3 separate regions of the Mus musculus genome follow, and all the other regions are linked to region 1. The links are chromatin contacts, called in public ChIA-PET and promoter capture Hi-C maps. All regions are on one chromosome and are shown on one strand. The core of a region is the stretch at or near the end of the contact, and the rest is flanking DNA. Distances in the headings are between cores, read along the strand shown.

Evidence for each region. ChIA-PET counts read pairs in DNA pulled down with a chosen protein or histone mark. Capture Hi-C pulls out chosen DNA fragments and counts their contacts.
Region 2: an RNA polymerase II ChIA-PET map of memory CD8 T cells shows a contact between it and region 1, with 5,173 read pairs. The contact joins the promoter of Edc3 here to the promoter of Csk in region 1. A contact is called at or near these places in 4 of 39 promoter capture datasets (embryonic stem cells, erythroid cells, hippocampal neurons and 1 more), 2 of 15 datasets of contacts at CTCF or cohesin (CD8 T cells and embryonic stem cells), 4 of 484 Hi-C or Micro-C datasets (CD4 T cells, Th1 cells, neutrophils and 1 more), 12 of 115 datasets of contacts at active chromatin or transcription factors (CD8 T cells, the HPC-7 cell line, the SCID.adh cell line and 8 more) and 3 of 9 other capture datasets (adipose tissue, liver and pancreatic islet).
Region 3: a contact with region 1 is called in a promoter capture Hi-C map of liver. The contact joins the promoter of Cyp1a2 here to the promoter of Csk in region 1. A contact is called at or near these places in 2 of 39 promoter capture datasets (cranial neural crest and liver), 2 of 15 datasets of contacts at CTCF or cohesin (CD8 T cells and embryonic stem cells), 2 of 484 Hi-C or Micro-C datasets (CD4 T cells and regulatory T cells), 4 of 115 datasets of contacts at active chromatin or transcription factors (the HPC-7 cell line, embryonic stem cells and large pre-B cells) and 3 of 9 other capture datasets (adipose tissue, liver and pancreatic islet).

What each region holds. Positions count from the first base shown.
Region 1 is chr9:57,644,067-57,647,269 of GRCm38.p6, forward strand. Csk (c-src tyrosine kinase) reads right to left here and starts at 1,587. Exons shown (of 13, transcript NM_007783.3): 1 at 929-1,587.
Region 2 is chr9:57,706,931-57,710,133 of GRCm38.p6, forward strand. Edc3 (enhancer of mRNA decapping 3) reads left to right here and starts at 1,639. Exons shown (of 7, transcript NM_153799.3): 1 at 1,639-1,769.
Region 3 is chr9:57,682,140-57,685,342 of GRCm38.p6, forward strand. It overlaps Cyp1a2 (cytochrome P450, family 1, subfamily a, polypeptide 2), which reads right to left and starts at 1,516. Exons shown (of 7, transcript NM_009993.3): 1 at 1,466-1,516; 2 at 1-398. The coding sequence starts at 390.

The sequences.
Region 1 (3,203 bases), core at 337-2,836:
CAGGCTGGAGACTGCCAGTGTCCCTGGTAGTTACAGAGTGGGTCTGGTTCCCCTCCACCTCCAGCCATCCATCATTGCAGAAGTGGGAATGAGAGACAGCTAGCCTCCCTCCATCAGGAGCCTGGAATATGACCTGCCCCTTGGGCCTCAGTTCCCTGCTATACAAAATGATCAAAAAAAAAAAAAAAAAACTCCTACTTAAGCTCCAAAGATCCAGTGACTGGACACACCCCTTCCAAATAACTGGTCTGGGTCCTGAGAAGCCTGGGAAAATAGACTGATGAGGATGCTGGGGGTGGGGGTGGGGGGAACGGGGTACAGTACCAATGCCCAGTGTCACCTCTACGCAGACTGGAAGCCCTGCCCAGTTTCTCCACCCAAGGGTCAGAGGTCCCTTGCTTTAAGCCTGATCCTCTGGCAGGTCAAGGGTGACAGGCTTAGTTCAAGGACCCGGCCTTCTATCAGGCACAAAGGGAGGTGGCATGGCCCTGGGCTGCTTGGAGCCAATAGAACCTCTGTGCAACGACTGAAGTAGAGTTCAGAACCAGACAAGCCAGGATACCTTCAGGGAAGCCCTGAACGGGAAAGGGCAAACGCCCGGGAGTCCGGCCCATACCACTTCTCTTCCTCCGGGGTCCAGCCACTTCCCACTCTGCTCTCCTCACGGGAGTTGGGGGGTGGGAAGGTAGGACTCTGCAGACCTAAGCCAATTCTCTCGTGGTGCTGGGTAGTACTACCTCCCTTGTGGCTCATTCCCAGTAGTGTTCTGACAGTGATTCCCGGGAGAATTCGAACCCGTTTGGGAGGTGGGGGGTTGGGGGGATGGGTGTGGGCGCGGCGGTGGTGGCTACAGAGGCGGGACGAGCGACCTCCTCCCTTCTAGGGGGCATTAGGACACCCACCTCCTTTGGGGCTGCCCAGCACTCACCTCTCTGGGGGCACTGCGGTCCAGGCCTCCTCACCGAGGGCGGCATCAGTGGCCTGCAGGACAGTCCATGCGGCCAAGGGGGAGGGGAGGGGCACAGGGGTCCCCAGGGGGTGCGGTACAAAGAGGTGTATGGATGCGAAAAGAGAGGGAAGGGGAGCCAGACAGGCAGGGGGACTGCCGCGCAGCCCCAGGCGGGGAGGGAAGAAAGGCGGGGGAAGGGGGCGGGAGGGAGTCCGGGGGGGAGGAAACAATGTAGCCGGCGCGGCCCCGGCAGAGTTCCGCTTCCGAACGCGGCCACGGAGGTTCGGTTTGGGGACGTCGCGCCGCCGCCGGGGGGCCGCCCCGGGCGTTCGATCGCCGCTCGCAGGGCTTGCCTAAGCCCCACACCCCGGAGGCTGGGCGGCCAGAGGCTGGCCAGGCGGGAGGGACGGCTGGCCCGGGGACGGCCCCGACGGCGGCGCGGCCCGGGTTGGCCCTGCTCGGACCCCACCCCGGTGGGATTCCCCGGGGCAGGGCGCAGGGTGGCGCGGAAGCGCAAGGAAGGCAGCAGGCTCAGCGGCGGCGGCCAACCTCAGCTCGCCCGGGCTCCGATGGGAGGAAGCTCGCAGGCCTGGTGAGAGGAAGCGCGGCCCGGATCCTCCGCCCGCTGCGGCGCGCCTGCGCGAGGGGGCCTGCCGGGCGAGCAGCGGGGCGTGGGTCGGCGCCCTCTGCTGGACCTTGGAGGAAATGCGGGGGGTGTGTCCGCGTCTACGCCCTGCCCCCACTTGCTGGCCTTCGCGAAGGCTCCCGAAGGTCCTTTCAGAGGGCCACCAGCATGCTAGAGCCAACCTCTCAGCTTCCTCTAGGCGAAGCTTCCTTGCTAGAGTGGAGGTTAGGCCTAGACTCTTCTGGGACAGTAAGCATGCATTTACACGGCCCCTGCTCTGTAGTCTACCACCGTCTCTGCTTCCTCCTCCTCCTTCTCCTCCTCTTCCCCCCCCCCCCCCCCCCAGCGAAGTTTTCTTTCTATAGTGGAGGCTAGGCCTAGACTCTTCTGGGACAGTAAGCATGCATTTACACAGCCCCTGCTCTGTAGTCTACCACCGTCCTTCTCCTTCCTTCTCCTCCACCTCCTTTCTCCTCTCTCCTCCTCCTCTTCTTCCTTCTCTTCCTCTTCTTCCTTCTCCTCCTTTGTAGTTTTTTTGTTATCTTTTGTTTTTCTGAGACAGGGTCTCACTATGTAGCTCTGGAACTTGCTCTGTAGACCAGGCTGGCCTCGAACTCATAAAGATCTGCCTGCTTCTTCCTCCCAAGTGCTAGAATTAAAGAGTGCATTTCCGGGCGGTGGTGGCCCACGCCTTTAATCCCAGCACTCAGGAGGCAGAGGCAGGTGGATTTCTGAATTTGAGGCCAGCCTGGTCTACAAAGTGAGTTCCAGGACAGCCAGGGCTACACAGAGAAACCCTGTCTCGAAAAACAAAACAAAACATAAAACAAACAAACAAAAAGAGTGTGCATCACCACTACCCGGCCGGAGTCCACTTCTTAAAACCTCTATATCTGCCAAATTCTCATGAGGGGTTGTTGCAAAAATATTGTCACAAAGAACAAATTGATAAACAATGAAAAAAAAAAAAAAGGTACAAGGTCCACAAGAAACAGGAAAGAAGGGAACATGGGTTGATTTTCTAGATCTGGGAACACAGCAGGGAGACCTGACTTACTTCGTGTGTAGGGGAAAGCAGAAAGAGATGCGGTCAGTCCTGCAAGCTACAGGGCCAAAGAACCACAGAGCTTCTTGGAACTCTTCCGGGCTTTATTTTCAGCTGAGATGCAATAGGGAAGTTGTCACTGGCTGTGTAACAACGTCGGACCAGTTAGCTAATCTCTGTCTGTCCTTTTCCACTGTGGTTTGGTAAAGTGAGCAAGAGCGGTACCACCAACTTTGTAAGGTTTTGTGGAGAGGAAATGAGTTAATAGGTTTGAAGTGCTCGGTGCGCAAGTGGCACGTGGTGAGTCCTCAATTAAACACGGGCTGTTATTATGCACCATTGTTAATGAGGAGTCCGGGATCCTCCCGGAGCAATTTGCTCTCAGCTACAGGAGCAAGCAGTGCTCCTGTATGGGAGGGCCACAGAATGGAAGCACAGTGGCTAGAGAGAAGCCAGAAAGTCCGTTGGAGGTGCTAGGTGTAGGAGCACTTTCTAAGGACCAGGACTGAAAGAGGGTACTAGTTTAGGAGCAGGGGATGGGGGTGAGGGAGTGGGAGGGGGATCTTCAGATGGGAGAGGAGACG
Region 2 (3,203 bases), core at 389-2,888, 63 kb after region 1:
AGTTTGAGTCTAGTTAGGGCTGCATAGCAACAAACTGACTAAAATTTTTTTCCCATAAATTAAAACCCCTCAAGTGTGTTTGAAGCCATGAGCTCATAAACATTTCTAACTTTGTTTTTGGATTTATTTTATGTGTATTGAATGTTTTGCCTGCATGTATGTATGTACACCATAAGCATGCTGGTCCTCTCAGTGGTCAAAAGAGAGTGTTAGATCCCTTAGAACTGGAGTTATGGACAGTTGTGGGAAATGCTTTTAACTTCTGAGCCATCTCTCCAGCTTCTCTTTTCTCTTATTTTCTTTCTCCTCCCTCCCTCCTTCCTCACCCTCTCTCTTTCTTTCTTGGTGTGCTCAGAAATACTCCCCATAAGATTTAACCATGCTCAGTGGTGGTGCATGCATGCCTTTAATCCCAGCACTTGGGAGGCAGAGGCCATCCTGATTTACAGAGCAAGTTCCAGAGCTACATAGAGAAACCTTCTCTTGAAAAACCAAGAAGAAAAAATGAAAGAGATTTCACCTCAACAATGTTTTTCTTTTCGTAAGCACCACTAATTTCTCACCTCTAGTCAAACAGTATTGAGTATCTCAGCAAGGCAAAAGTTTCACTATGTAGTTCTTGTTAAGCGCAACCATTTCTCCAGCCCCACCTAGCCAGAACCACAGAATCTTTTTTTTTTTTTTTTTTTTTTTTTTTGGTTTTTCGAGACAGGGTTTCTCTGTGTAGCCCTGGCTGCCCTGGAGCTCACTTTGTAGACCAGGCTGGCCTCGAACTCAGAAATCCGCCTGCCTCTGCCTCCCGAGTGCTGGGATTAAAGGCGTGCACCACCACGCCCGGCTGGAACCACAGAATCTTAATTCAAAATAACAAATGGCCCCAATAGTCTTTAAATTTTCCTCCGAAACTTCACAAGCCAGGCAATCTGCAGTGCTCTCAACATTCTTAACTTCCAGTCTCCTACAGAACAGCTCACTGAGCTCTCATGGCTTTTCTAGCCTAAAATTCCAAAGTCCTTCCGAAACATGATCTGGTCTGTTCACAATACCCCACTCCTGGTACCAATTTATCTTAGTTTGGATTTCTATTGCTGAGATGAAACTCCATGACCACAATCAATTTGGGAAGGAAAGGGTTTATTCAGCTACACTTCCATATCACTATTCATCAAGAAAGGTTCTTGGAGTCAGGAGCTGGTACAGAGGCCACTGAAGAGTGTGGGTTACTGGCTTGCTCCCCATGCTTGCACAGCCTTTTTTCTCAGGAAAAAAAGCCCAGGACTACCAGCTCAGGGAGGGCCCCAGTTACAATAGCCTAGGCCCTCCCCACTCAGTCACAAATTAAGAGAAATATTGCATAGGCTTACTTACAGCCAGATCTTATAGAGCCATTTTCTCATTTGAGGTTCCCTCCTTTCAGATAACTTTAGCTTGTGTCAATTTGACAAACTAGCCAGCATAGTTCCTTCCTCCCATTCTCTTTCTTACTCCACTCAGATTTCACACACAGAAAACATCTTAGCTGCCTTGTCCATCAACCCTTAACATTACCCCAAGCTCTCAAATTTCCCGGGAGCCCCGCCCCTTGGCTCCGCCCTGTGTCAACGGAAGTGACATCACTCCGGGTAGGCCGAGACGCGGGGGCGTTTCCGGCGGAGGTGGCGGCTGCTTCTGTGTCTGTGGCGGTGGGCGTGAAGCCCCTCGGTGGGGTTTTGGCGAGCGAGGTCGTCTTGGTGTGCTGTGCAGCGCAGGCGGGGGCAGGCGGCGGGGAGGTGAGCACGAGGAAGGCTGCGTGTTCGCGGGTGCCCGTTGGCTGGCGCTTCCGGGTGGTCAGCTCGGTTTGCTTGTTAGGCTGCAGGCTTCCCGGCCTTGTAGATCTTTATATTGGCGGACAGGAGCTGCGGGTGTGTGTGTGTGTGTGTGCGCGCGCGGGTGTGTGTGTGTGTGTGCGCGGGTGTGTGTGTGTGTGTGTGTGTGTGTGTGTATATGCGTGCGCGCTCAAGAACCTTGTGTGTGCGCGCGCGCGCCCGCGCAGAAATTGTGGGGGTGCGCGCGTGCGGGCGTGTGGGGTACTCACTGGGTTAGGTATAGCCCAAGGATTCGGATTGGAGGCAATAACGGCTTGGTCTGTCTCAAGCCCGCTTTGGTTGCCACTGTGACTTCTCAAAGAGCCATTGCTCTTTGCCTTCATTTTCTTTGACCAGTGAGGTTAATAGCCAGTCGTGCGAGTGCCTCATAGTAGATGAGAACTTGTGTAACTTGTGAAGGACTGGGGTGTGGGACTAGAGATAGTGATGCCCTGCCAGAGCGCACGCACACTTAGCTGCCCTCGATGCACTGCCGCAGTTATCCTTTCTGTGTTGTGACTGCAGATATTAGTAATACTTGATCTGTGGTTTTAAGTGTTGGGGTGTGTTGGAGGAATAGTCTTCATCAACTTTAGTTGATTTTCAGTCTCCCCGTTGCAGAGTTAAAAGGACCCTTAATCTTTCCACAATCAAAATGACTATCCCCGAGTTATTCGTGGCTCATCTGGAACCCTCAGGTGGAACCCAGTTTTTTGTTTTTTGATTTTTGTTTTTTTAAAGAGAATGATGTATCTGTTTTGTTTGGGCACAAAATTCTTAGTTTTTGGTTTCTCTGAAGTAAAAGTAGTTGCAAAGAATGACCTTTTTTTGGTGACAGGCACTCAGTATATAGTTCTAGGTTAGAGCTACATAGTGAGAACCTGTAGAATTGTCTGTGTAGGTCAAACTGGCCCGGAACTCACAACGATCCTCCTGCCTCTGCCTCCAGAGTGCTGGGATTAAAGGCCTTCACTCTTTGACTACCAGGATTACTGGTTTTGATGTTACTGAGACATTTGGCCACTTGGGTCCCCTATTACCGAGTAATGCTCCTGCTTTAGCCTCTGGACTTCTGAGATTATAGATGTACACAACACACCTGACTGACAGTTTCTAATAAAGGCAAATGCAGTTTCATCTCAGATTTTTCTGTGTAATATTAACAAGAACCCATATAAAATGCTACTTAAAATGGAACTCAGAACTTGAAATAATTCCAATGTTTATAGTAGTAGACTGGCTAAATTCATTGATGCTTAAACAATACAGTACAGACACAGTAATTAACTTCTCCCACATGCAACAGCTGGATTTCACAGTTGTTCTGTTGATTAAAGGAAACCAGACACATGAACCTAC
Region 3 (3,203 bases), core at 266-2,765, 38 kb after region 1:
GGGTCCAGAGTCTGGGTTGAAAGTCATGCTCTTGCCGTTAGTGATAAGTGTGAAGCTGTAGAGGTCTGGTCGGCCCTTGAAGTCATCTCCCTGCCTCACCAGGGCCTGCTTGATGGTGTTCAGGCCGCTCAGCACCACCACAGGAGTGGAGCCGATGCGGATCTGCAGCACGTCCCCATACTGCTGACTCAGCCGTGTCAGTGACAGGTGTGGGTTCTTCCCCACAGTCAGCATGTGCCCAATGAAGGGCAAGCCCCAGGGTCCGGGTGGATTCTTCAGGCCTTTGGGAACCTGGGTCCTTGAGGCTCTGACCATCCAGAACACTAAACAGAAGATGGCAGTGGCCAGTAGCAGCTCTGGGGCTAAGGAGATGTACTGGGAGAACGCCATCTGTACCACTGCAGGGGAAATGGAAAGATGGAGTGGTTGGGGATGGATTCTGAGCCTTCCGTTTATCCTTTCATTCACTCATTCAGTAGGTGCTGACATACATCCTGTGCTTGGCTTTCAGCCACACATCAGAAACGTGAATATACCTGTCCTGTGTCTTGTTCTTTCAGGGATTTGCCCTTACCCCATCCCAAAAGCCAAGGGCTGGGAAGGAGCCTTGCATTTACAACTTTAGTGTCTTGATTTCCATCCCAGGCTGTTTTGTCTACCTCTCTCGTTTCCAATTCTCAGACTGGCATGGATGCAAGTGACCACTCCAAAACCATGATGCTAAAAGCAGCTCCTCAACAGCCACAGTAACAGAGTGTTTGTACCACTTTCTGCCAGAGGGTCCAACACATTGGTGGTACCCTCCACATACCCAAGGAACAGAAGATGCCTCCTTGCCCAAGCGACAGAAAGCCACTGTTCCTGGGATGATATCAATGACCTGTGATATCCTCCTTTCTCTATAACACTCTAACAACACCCAGCAGAGATTCCTCCTCCAAAAGTGAGTCTTCATTTACTTCCATGCTTAGAGGCTGAAGTGGGCTACAGTTAGGTCTGGGGCTGTCCAATGCCAGGTGGGAATTCTTTCCCTACCTCTTTACTCCAGGCAACTGTCCTCAGAAAAAGCCTGGTTGAAACTGTTTAATTAAAGGTAATGGGCTAGTGAGATGGCTCAGTGGTAAAAGCACTTGCTGAAAGCCTGATGACTTGAGTTTGATCCCTGGAATTGATGTGGTGGAAAGAAAGAACTGATTCCTGAAAGTTGTCTCTGAGCTCCACACATAAGCTGTGGTGTTCAGACAGACAGACAGAAAGACAGAAAGACAGACAGAGATACACACACACACACACATACATATAAACACACACACGGAGGTGCAAAGGTCCAGGGCTGAGAATTAAGAAGCAAAACCTTAGACCTCTCAGATTTCCTTCACTTCCCACAGGGTCCCCGTTTCTCCATCATAATAGCATTTAGGAAATAGCAGCAGGTCTCATGATCTGGAAAGACACACAGACGTACCTGAAGGGCAGGGGCTGGAGACTGGCAGAGTTGTGGGAGTCAGTCCAGGACTTCTGGGTTCCGACGAGGGGCCTTTTATAACACCACCCACTCTGGACTGGCCCAGGTGCCCGGGTCACTTGATATCATAGCTGGATGCTGCACAAAGCTGAAAGGATCAATTCTTGGCTTCAAGCCATGGCTCCTCAGTTCCACCTTTCACTTGGGGTCAGAAGTGGCTTGGGGTCCATGGAGATAAATATTCATGGAGATAAAAAAGTATGACATTTTAGGGGCCAAGGTATATGTCTTTGAAAGAATACACTTCTTTCAAAGACAGGGCAGGGTTCAGGGTGTAAAAATTAGGTGGATGAACAGATATAACCTCTTCTCCACCCATGAGAATGGACGGGCCTAGCCCCCAGGCCAACCAGGGCAGCTCATGCTCTCCACGGAGGCAGATAGGGAGGTGCATTGTACTCGTGACTTTTCTGGAATTAACAATCTACCTGACAAAAGGAAGGGAAGGAAGGAAGGGAGGGAAGGAGGAAGGAAGGAAGGGAGGAAGAAGGGAGGAAGAAAGGGAGGGAGGAAGGAAGAACTATTTTGGCTCATGCTTTTGGGGTATAGTCCATTGTGGCAGAGGAGTTGCAACAGCAGGAATGTGAAGTGGCTGGTCACATGGCATCTGCAGTCAGGAAAGACACACACACACACACACACACACACACACACACACACACAGAGAGAGAGAGAGAGAGAGAGAGAGGACTGCTAGTTCTAGAGTCTTTTGTTGTTGTTATTAACCAGGGACTGCAGCCTAGGTATGGTATAGCCCACACTCAGGCTGGGCTTTCCCTCCTTAGTTACCTTTCAGGAAAGGTATGCCCTGAGGACCACCTTCTAGGTGATCCTAAATCCCATCAAGATGACACTGGAGATTAACCATGACATGTATGTTGTAGCTACCTCATCACACCCCACACCCATGTGTGTGTGTGTGTGTGTGTGTGTGTGCGCGCGTGCGCGCACGCGCGCGAGCGCATACCTGAACCTACATCCACAAACATACTTGGTGAGGACTCTACCACTGAATTAGGTCTTAACTCCTCTCCCAACTTTTATTTTCTTTAGAATTTTGTATTCTAAAGGGAGGCTCTCTCTGCACTCTCCCTCCTGTGGAAGATGGTAAGGAATTAAAAGACAACAAAGACAACTCATGGGGGCCGGAGAGAGAGGTAAAGAGCACTGACTGCTATTCCAGAGGGTTCAATTCCCACCACCCACATGCCAACTCACAATGGTCTGTAATTCCCGTTCCAGGGGACCTGACACCCTCACACAGACATATGTGCAGTCAAAACACCCAGCGCTTGGGAGGCAGAGGCAGGCAGATTTCTGAGTTCAAGGCCAGCCTGGTCTACAGAGTGAGTTCCAGGACAGCCAGGGCTACACAGAGAAACTCTGTCTTGAAAAGAACAACAACAACCAAACAACAACCAAACAAACAAAATCAAAAAAAACCCAAACACTAATGTACATAAAATAAAAGTAAAGAAATTTATTTTTTTAAAGAAAGAATATCCATAGCATGGATTGCTCTTTATGACAATTAGCTTGGACTCTTCTGATCAACACTATTGGAGGAGATAAAAATCCAAATAAACCAGACAAGTTCCAGGAACAAGAAACGAAAGAATTAAAAGCAAATGCAGGGTTGGGTATGGTGGAACACATCTCTAATCCCAGCATTTGGGAG